Linked DNA regions of Mus musculus: region 1 is linked to region 2. The links are chromatin contacts, called in public Micro-C maps. All regions are on one chromosome and are shown on one strand. Each heading gives the region's core, a stretch centred on a gene start, on an enhancer-like site or on the middle of the called end of the contact. The rest is flanking DNA. Distances are from core to core; before and after follow the strand shown.

Region 1 (3,262 bases), core at 464-2,963, 270 kb after region 2:
CCAACCATCAGACTGAGCCAACCACTGAGCTGTCCCAGTGAGTTTGCTGGTGGAAGGACTGGAGGGGTGGAGAGGGATTGCAACCCCATAGGAAGAAGAGTGTTGGCTGGCTGGACCACCCAGTAATCCCAGGGACTAGACCACCAGCCAAGGAGTGTACAGGGAGGGATCCATGACTCCAGATACATATGTAACAGAGGATGGCCTTGTCTGACATCAATGGGCGGGGAGGCCCTTGGGCCTGTGGAAGTTTGATGTTCCAGCATAGGGGAATGCTGGAGTGGTCGGGCAAGAGTAGGTGAGGAGCACCCTCATAGAGGCAAAGGAGAGGCAGGAGAGGGTGGATGTGGGAGGGGCATTTGTGGAGGGGTAGCTGGGAAGTGGGATATCATTTGAAATGCAGACAAATAGAATAATTAATAAAAATAAAAAGACTTGAGTATTCACAGAAATGACCCTGGAAAATCCATGGATCCCAATGGATTAACAAGGTAGGTGCTTCACAGGGTCAAGAACTAATTATTGATGCCTTTATAATGTCGTTCTATTGTGAAGGTGAGAAAGCTTCTCCATCTTGTCCCAGCTGAAGCCATCTTTGGCTCCCTCACCCCCTGCTATTAGAAGTCCCGTGGGAAAGCACCCAACCTTGTTTTAGAAACTCGGGGTTGAAATGCCCTAGCTAACGGCATGCTCTTGACTCTTGGTAAACTGCTTGTTAAACTTGCTTCCCTGCTGGCAAACCAGGATATAGTTTTTCTGTGTTCTTTAATTTTGAAAGCTCCCTGCAATGCGCTTTCAGGGCTGCCTTTTGGGAAGCGTTTCTCTTCAGGCCGTCCCCAGCCTGCTCAATACAGACTCCCAATTCAAATTTTGGTCATGCCGGGTGAGTGGTCCTTGGGTCTTTACCAGGTAACACTATTACTAAAATACCATTGAACAGCGACTGTACCAGTAATAGCTGTGTTAGTAGCAGTGCTTGTCACATGATGAGAATTGGGTAAGCCAGGGGCTATGGCTGGTGAGACTAAGTGGTAAACTCTACATTCCGTTGCTAACATCCCTTCATTCTCGGTGGCTGAACAGTTACTTAAGCTTTGATGCGAATCGTGTTGTTATGGGGAGCGTGTCTTCTCAACAAACAGCGACTTGAGGACCCTTCCATTTTGTGAACGTCGTTAACTAAGGAGCTGTTGAAGTCATCGTGGAAGGGGAAGAGAGAGTGTGGCAATAGGTCAGAGGCTGTGACAGCACCCATCGGTCAGCATCCTACTGAACTAACTGCAAGGGAGATCCAGAGATGTGGTCTCGCGTGCTTGGGGAAAAGAGGAAACAGGCTTGGGGAGCGTCTAGAAGCTTCTGCCATTGTGCAAGCAGTAGAGGGAGATTGTACGCTTGGAAGTCTAACTGGAAGTCATAGACTGGAGGGGCGTGCTGGCAAACAGGGTGGAAATCAGGGGAGGTAGTTAGCCGGTACCAGCCAAAGCTAATCTCAGGTCAGCAGTGCAGTGTTTGTGCTCTTAGCTCTCTCATCCTTGGGGGTTGCGCTGCTTACACTGAGAAGGCATCTGAGAATCTGACAATTGGTAAAGGGCTAGAGGCAGACATTTATAAGAAAGGAAATAACTTGAGAGAAAACGTGTGGATAGTGCGGACCACCGCAGTTAAGAACTCTTTTTTCCCCCCGCGTAGCCCTATTTGTCTCCCCCTGGTGGCCATTATAAGCAACCATAGTTCCCTTCCCGGAGCTTAGCTGCTTGAGCAAGATCAAGTTATTCATCTCCTCAGTCACCCGAGCATCCTTGATGTCAGACTCCCAGCAGTTGACAGTTCTAACAGCAGCTCTTGGTGATGGTTTCTGAGGAGCAACAGTGATGTAAAAACCCAGCATAGAAACTCAGGAGACTCATTTGACTGCCTTCTGTCCATCTAGAGCAGTGGTTCTCACCCTTCCTAGTGCTGTGACCGTCAATTCAGCTCCTCATGTTGTGCTGATCCCAACCACAACATTATTTGTGTCGCTACTTTGTAGCTGTAATTTTCTACTGTTATGACTTGTAATGTGCAGGATATCTGGTGTGCGACCCCTGTGAAAGGGATGTTCGGTCCCCACAGGGCTTGCCACCCATAGGTTGAGAACTACTGATCTAAATTTTTCAGAATTCAGAACTTTTCCTTCAGTGACGCTGACAGATGCCCTTCACCTTTCTGTGTGATTTTTTTGGGGGGGGGGGAACAAATCATCTAAGGATGGAGACGTTTGCACTTTCTAGGTGCCTTTGTTGACGCCCCACAACCTTAATCACCTCATCATATGGGTGTGCACTAAAACAGGGAGGCCAAGTTTTCAGATGAGGAAACTGAGGTCCAGAGAGCCTATGTGACTTGTTGAAGGTGCCATTGCTCTTAACGTGTCAGAGCTTGTGCTAGTGCGATGGCCACAAGACGCTTTCTTTCTTCACACGGTGTTGTACCAATCATAACCACAGCTGTGAGGGAGGTGTTTTAAGGTCCTCTCAGCCATTCTGGCCCAGATGGCCTATGGTGTTCACACTAGTGATCTCTGGTGTGGTGGAGAAAGCACACATCGAGCGACTGCATCTTTTAAGTACTTAGATTTTTGATATGTCACTCTTGCCTTGCCAGATCTTCTTCTTTTATTTTTGCACAATGTGTTTAATCATCATGTACCACTGTGGGCATTTTCTAGGCTAAATTTAGATGACTGAAGTCCCCGCCCAGAACCCTCACCATCCTTTAAATAACCTAGATTATTTTGAAAAGTTCCAGCCAGGCTCCTGGCTTTGGGGGAACAAATAAAAAAAGATATGGGCTGTGTCCTTGATTGGGAGAAAGCCGACCTGTAGGGCAGTTGGGAAAAGCGCTGGATCGGGGGTGGGGTGGGGGTGGGGCTAGTGGGGTAGAGTGGAGTTGGGTGGGCGGGAGCGGAGCCGAGCGGGGCGCTGAAAACCTTGTTGAGACATCAAGACCAGTCCTGATGTAGAGAAAAGAGGAAAAGTTTCCGTGGTGAATTCAGTTGCCCCATTAGGGTTCTTGTAGCCATAGGTCAAAGGTCCTGCATCCTTAGAGTGTCCTCACTGAGGAGCAAATAAAGAAGCAGCATGCCTGCTCTTGTGTCACCTCCACATGTGGAATCAGTGACACATCTCATTTGCCAGAACCATCGCCTTCTCTCCTTGCTGCAGGAGACCTTTGATATTTTCTCACTTTCTATCGCCAGTTCCCGTCTGTCTCCTCACCCGTT
Region 2 (3,018 bases), core at 332-2,831:
CGAAGCAGTGCAGGGGGCAGGTGCTAAAGGCTGTGGCAGTGCCAGGGTGGTGCGCCCACAGTGCATTCTGTCACAGAGAGTGAGCAGGCACGTGGAAGTGAGGTGTGTATGCGCCCGACAGAATGTGGTAGCTGATTGAAAATGGGGGAGGAGCTAGAGGGGAATATGACTGCTAATTCTTTTGAGTGTCTAGAAGCAGTTGCTAGCTGCTTGGTCAGGGAGAGGTGGAAGAGAGGAGAGTGGCCAGCAGGGGTTCTGAGAGTCTGAGATCATAGCCATAGAGCCCCTTGAAAACAGCCAAGGTGCAGGCTGTGCCCTTAGAAGGTGACTGAGCCAGCCATGAGAATTGTGTGGCTATGAGGATAGAGCTGGGCAGCTGTCGCTGAGGCACAGTTCTGCAGAGGCCAGCAGGACAGAGCCTTGGCCTGGCATAAGCTCTCTTCACTCACCATAAAGCCTCGGCACCTGACTCAGAGCCCCTTGCTGTCAGCTCCAAGCAGCTTCTTGTTCAGCAGTTACTGCACTCAAGTACAAGACCTGTGGGAAGCAGCCTAAACCACACCCAAGACGAGAGGCGCTGCAGTCACAGAGCCAGTGTCAAACGCAAGGCCAACCTGGAAACCGATTAGAACTCACTCGGTTCTGCTCACAGCTTACTCTGTAGGTTTCTGATTCAGCATGAAGTGGTGTCATTTCCCATGAAGCACTGTTTAAAAAATGTGTGTGACACATCCTGTTAGAGAACGGTGTCTCTCTCCTGTTCCAATTATGTTAGGTTACTGGAGTCCCAGGCACACTGTGTTACTTACTGGGTACCATCTGAACTTCCCAGCATGCTTCAGACCCTGGCGGCCTGTCCACTGGACCCAAGTGGAGTGGGCTTGTGGGGCTTTTCACCCTAGTATACTGTTAGAGTCATTTCCTAAAACCGAGGGAGGTCGTAAGCTATTATCTCTCAAATAAAGCTGCCTGCTCGTTTTCATGTTAATGAACTGTGGCTGACTGTGACCCCCACCAATTGTTTTGGTTTTCTGAATCTTTAGGGAATTCTAAGCTCATCAGATGAAGTGAAGAGAAATGTGTGATGTCAAAGCAGAATCACTTACCAACAAATAACTGAGCCTCTCAGCCGGGTTCTTTATCTCTAAAGTAAAAATGACATCAACTCAAAATTCCAGTGACCCTAGAGCCTACAGGGGATTCCTTCCAGATCTGTACTGTCCCATTTCTTGGCTGTGAAGAAGACCGGGAGATAGCTCAGCTCAGTGAGGGTTCAGCTCATCCCCAGAATTCACATCAAAGTGCCAAGTGTGATAGCTCACTTGTATCCCGGCACTGGGAGAGGGAGGGAGATGAAAGGCAGGCAGGCCCCTGAGGTCAGTGAGGCCAGCCAGACTAGTGGCTGTTTAGCAAGAATTAGGCCAGTGAAAGAGTCTGTCAGAAATAAATAACTAGTACAGTGGACCCTGAGGAGAACGACAGGGATGACCTCTGACTCCCACAGCATATACACATGTGCACAGCTGCACACAGGCGGGCAGAAGCACAGGCCTGACAGGAAGTTTGCTGGTGTACAGTGTGAACTCACAGCTGTGGGGCCCTTATGGCAAACAGTCATCATGTGTACCTCACTGTTTTGTGACACATCACCCTGGACTTGGAGGCGATGGGACACAGTTACTCTCTGAGTGTAACTATGTCAGGAATCTACCCAGCTCTAATGCCAGAGGTATCTGTCTATACAGCTGCTTCCTAGAGCTTATGGGCCAAACCTTGATATTCTTAGGACCCAAATCTGCATCTCTCCATACTCAGCATTGTGTGATCCTGAGCTGAGGCTGAGGCCCCGAATCCCCGATGCCCCTGGGACCCTCTGCACCCTGAGACCTCTCCTTAGCATAGACTCGCAATAAGGAATGCTCTGCCCTGTGGCTGACCCAGGCACAGGACCAGCCTCTCCTTCCAGGTCTGTGAGTCTGAGCCCTTCCTGGGGATGAGTTGATGATGTTGAAGGTGTTGCCACACCTGACTTGCTCACCAGGATGTCCTGGGGATTATGGCCTAACGCTTGGGTAGTGTTGTTTCTCGGAGCAGGAATGCCCTGATTCAAGCCCGTGGCATCATGGCCTTTTCTTACCCTTTTTAGTTTAAAAACTTGTTCGTTTCTGTGGGGTGGGGTGGGGTGGGAAACAAGGCTGTGCCCTGGTTCCTGTCCTGCCTCTCCTCCAGGAAGTCTCTCAAAGGTTCTCGCATGCTCTTCAGTGTTGTTCTCACCATGTCTCTGGTTGAGCCGCCTTGTGTGAGGAGACAGGACTGGTTAACTGTGGTCTAGAACAGCAAGTGCTGCGTGATGAGACCTGGAGCACAATCCTTTGCCCGTGGCATTCAGTGGCCTTGATTTTCACTGTGCCAGGATGCCTGCAGACAGACAAGAACTCCACGTTCATCTGTTTGCAGGAAAAGCCTTGTGCCGTCACCTGGACAGTGTCAGCACTAGGGGAGCCGACTGCTAGGCCTTTGCCGCTCTTTTGGAGATGTCTCACTATATAGCCTAGCCTAGCCTAGAACTTTCTGTGTAGCTCAGTCTTGCCTCAGCCTCGGGTGCTGGGATTGTAGGCATATACACTTGTCTTGGCTCTTCCATTTTCCAGTTTGTATCTTTGTTGTCGGGTCACCTCGCTCCCCTCGGATACTTGATTTATATCCCTGTTCCCAGAGCCTGTCTCTGCATGACACAGACATCACCAGGCTCCATCCCATCCCATCAACATGAGTGTGGGCGCCTCCTCTGCAGCTCAGTGGTGTGGTTAATTCCGTCAGCCATTCTCAGAATGCCCTCATTTACTGACTAAAGCCACTGATGTCATCAGGAAGTCCTCCCCCCTCACTCTCCACTTCCCTCTCCACTGCTTATTCACTGTCTGGCAGAAGGAGGTAGACGCTGTTCTCAGGAGTCCACTGCACCCAAGGTCTGGTCGTCAGGGACGGGGCTCGGGGCTCGCCTCTCAGGGAGGTTCA

The links. Hi-C and Micro-C count contacts between places; a contact is called where the count stands out from the background.
Region 1: a contact with region 2 is called in a Micro-C map of macrophages, with 5 times the contacts expected there. The contact joins two enhancer-like sites. A contact is called at or near these places in 1 of 15 datasets of contacts at CTCF or cohesin (the NIH/3T3 cell line), 2 of 484 Hi-C or Micro-C datasets (bone marrow-derived macrophages and macrophages) and 1 of 115 datasets of contacts at active chromatin or transcription factors (embryonic stem cells).

What each region holds. Positions count from the first base shown.
Region 1 is chr15:59,863,583-59,866,844 of GRCm38.p6, forward strand. No RefSeq gene overlaps it. Among named protein-coding and RNA genes, the nearest start is that of Gm36819, 42 kb to the left of the region's middle. Within about 2 kb of position 1,714, at least 50 of the 459 cell types and tissues checked have an H3K27ac peak or open chromatin away from gene starts, as enhancers often do. A contact at or near this core is called in macrophages, where this site is marked.
Region 2 is chr15:59,596,205-59,599,222 of GRCm38.p6, forward strand. All of the region lies in intron 6 of Nsmce2 (NSE2/MMS21 homolog, SMC5-SMC6 complex SUMO ligase), which reads left to right. Among named protein-coding and RNA genes, the nearest start is that of Gm36677, 20 kb to the right of the region's middle. Within about 2 kb of position 1,582, at least 120 of the 459 cell types and tissues checked have an H3K27ac peak or open chromatin away from gene starts, as enhancers often do. A contact at or near this core is called in macrophages, where this site is marked.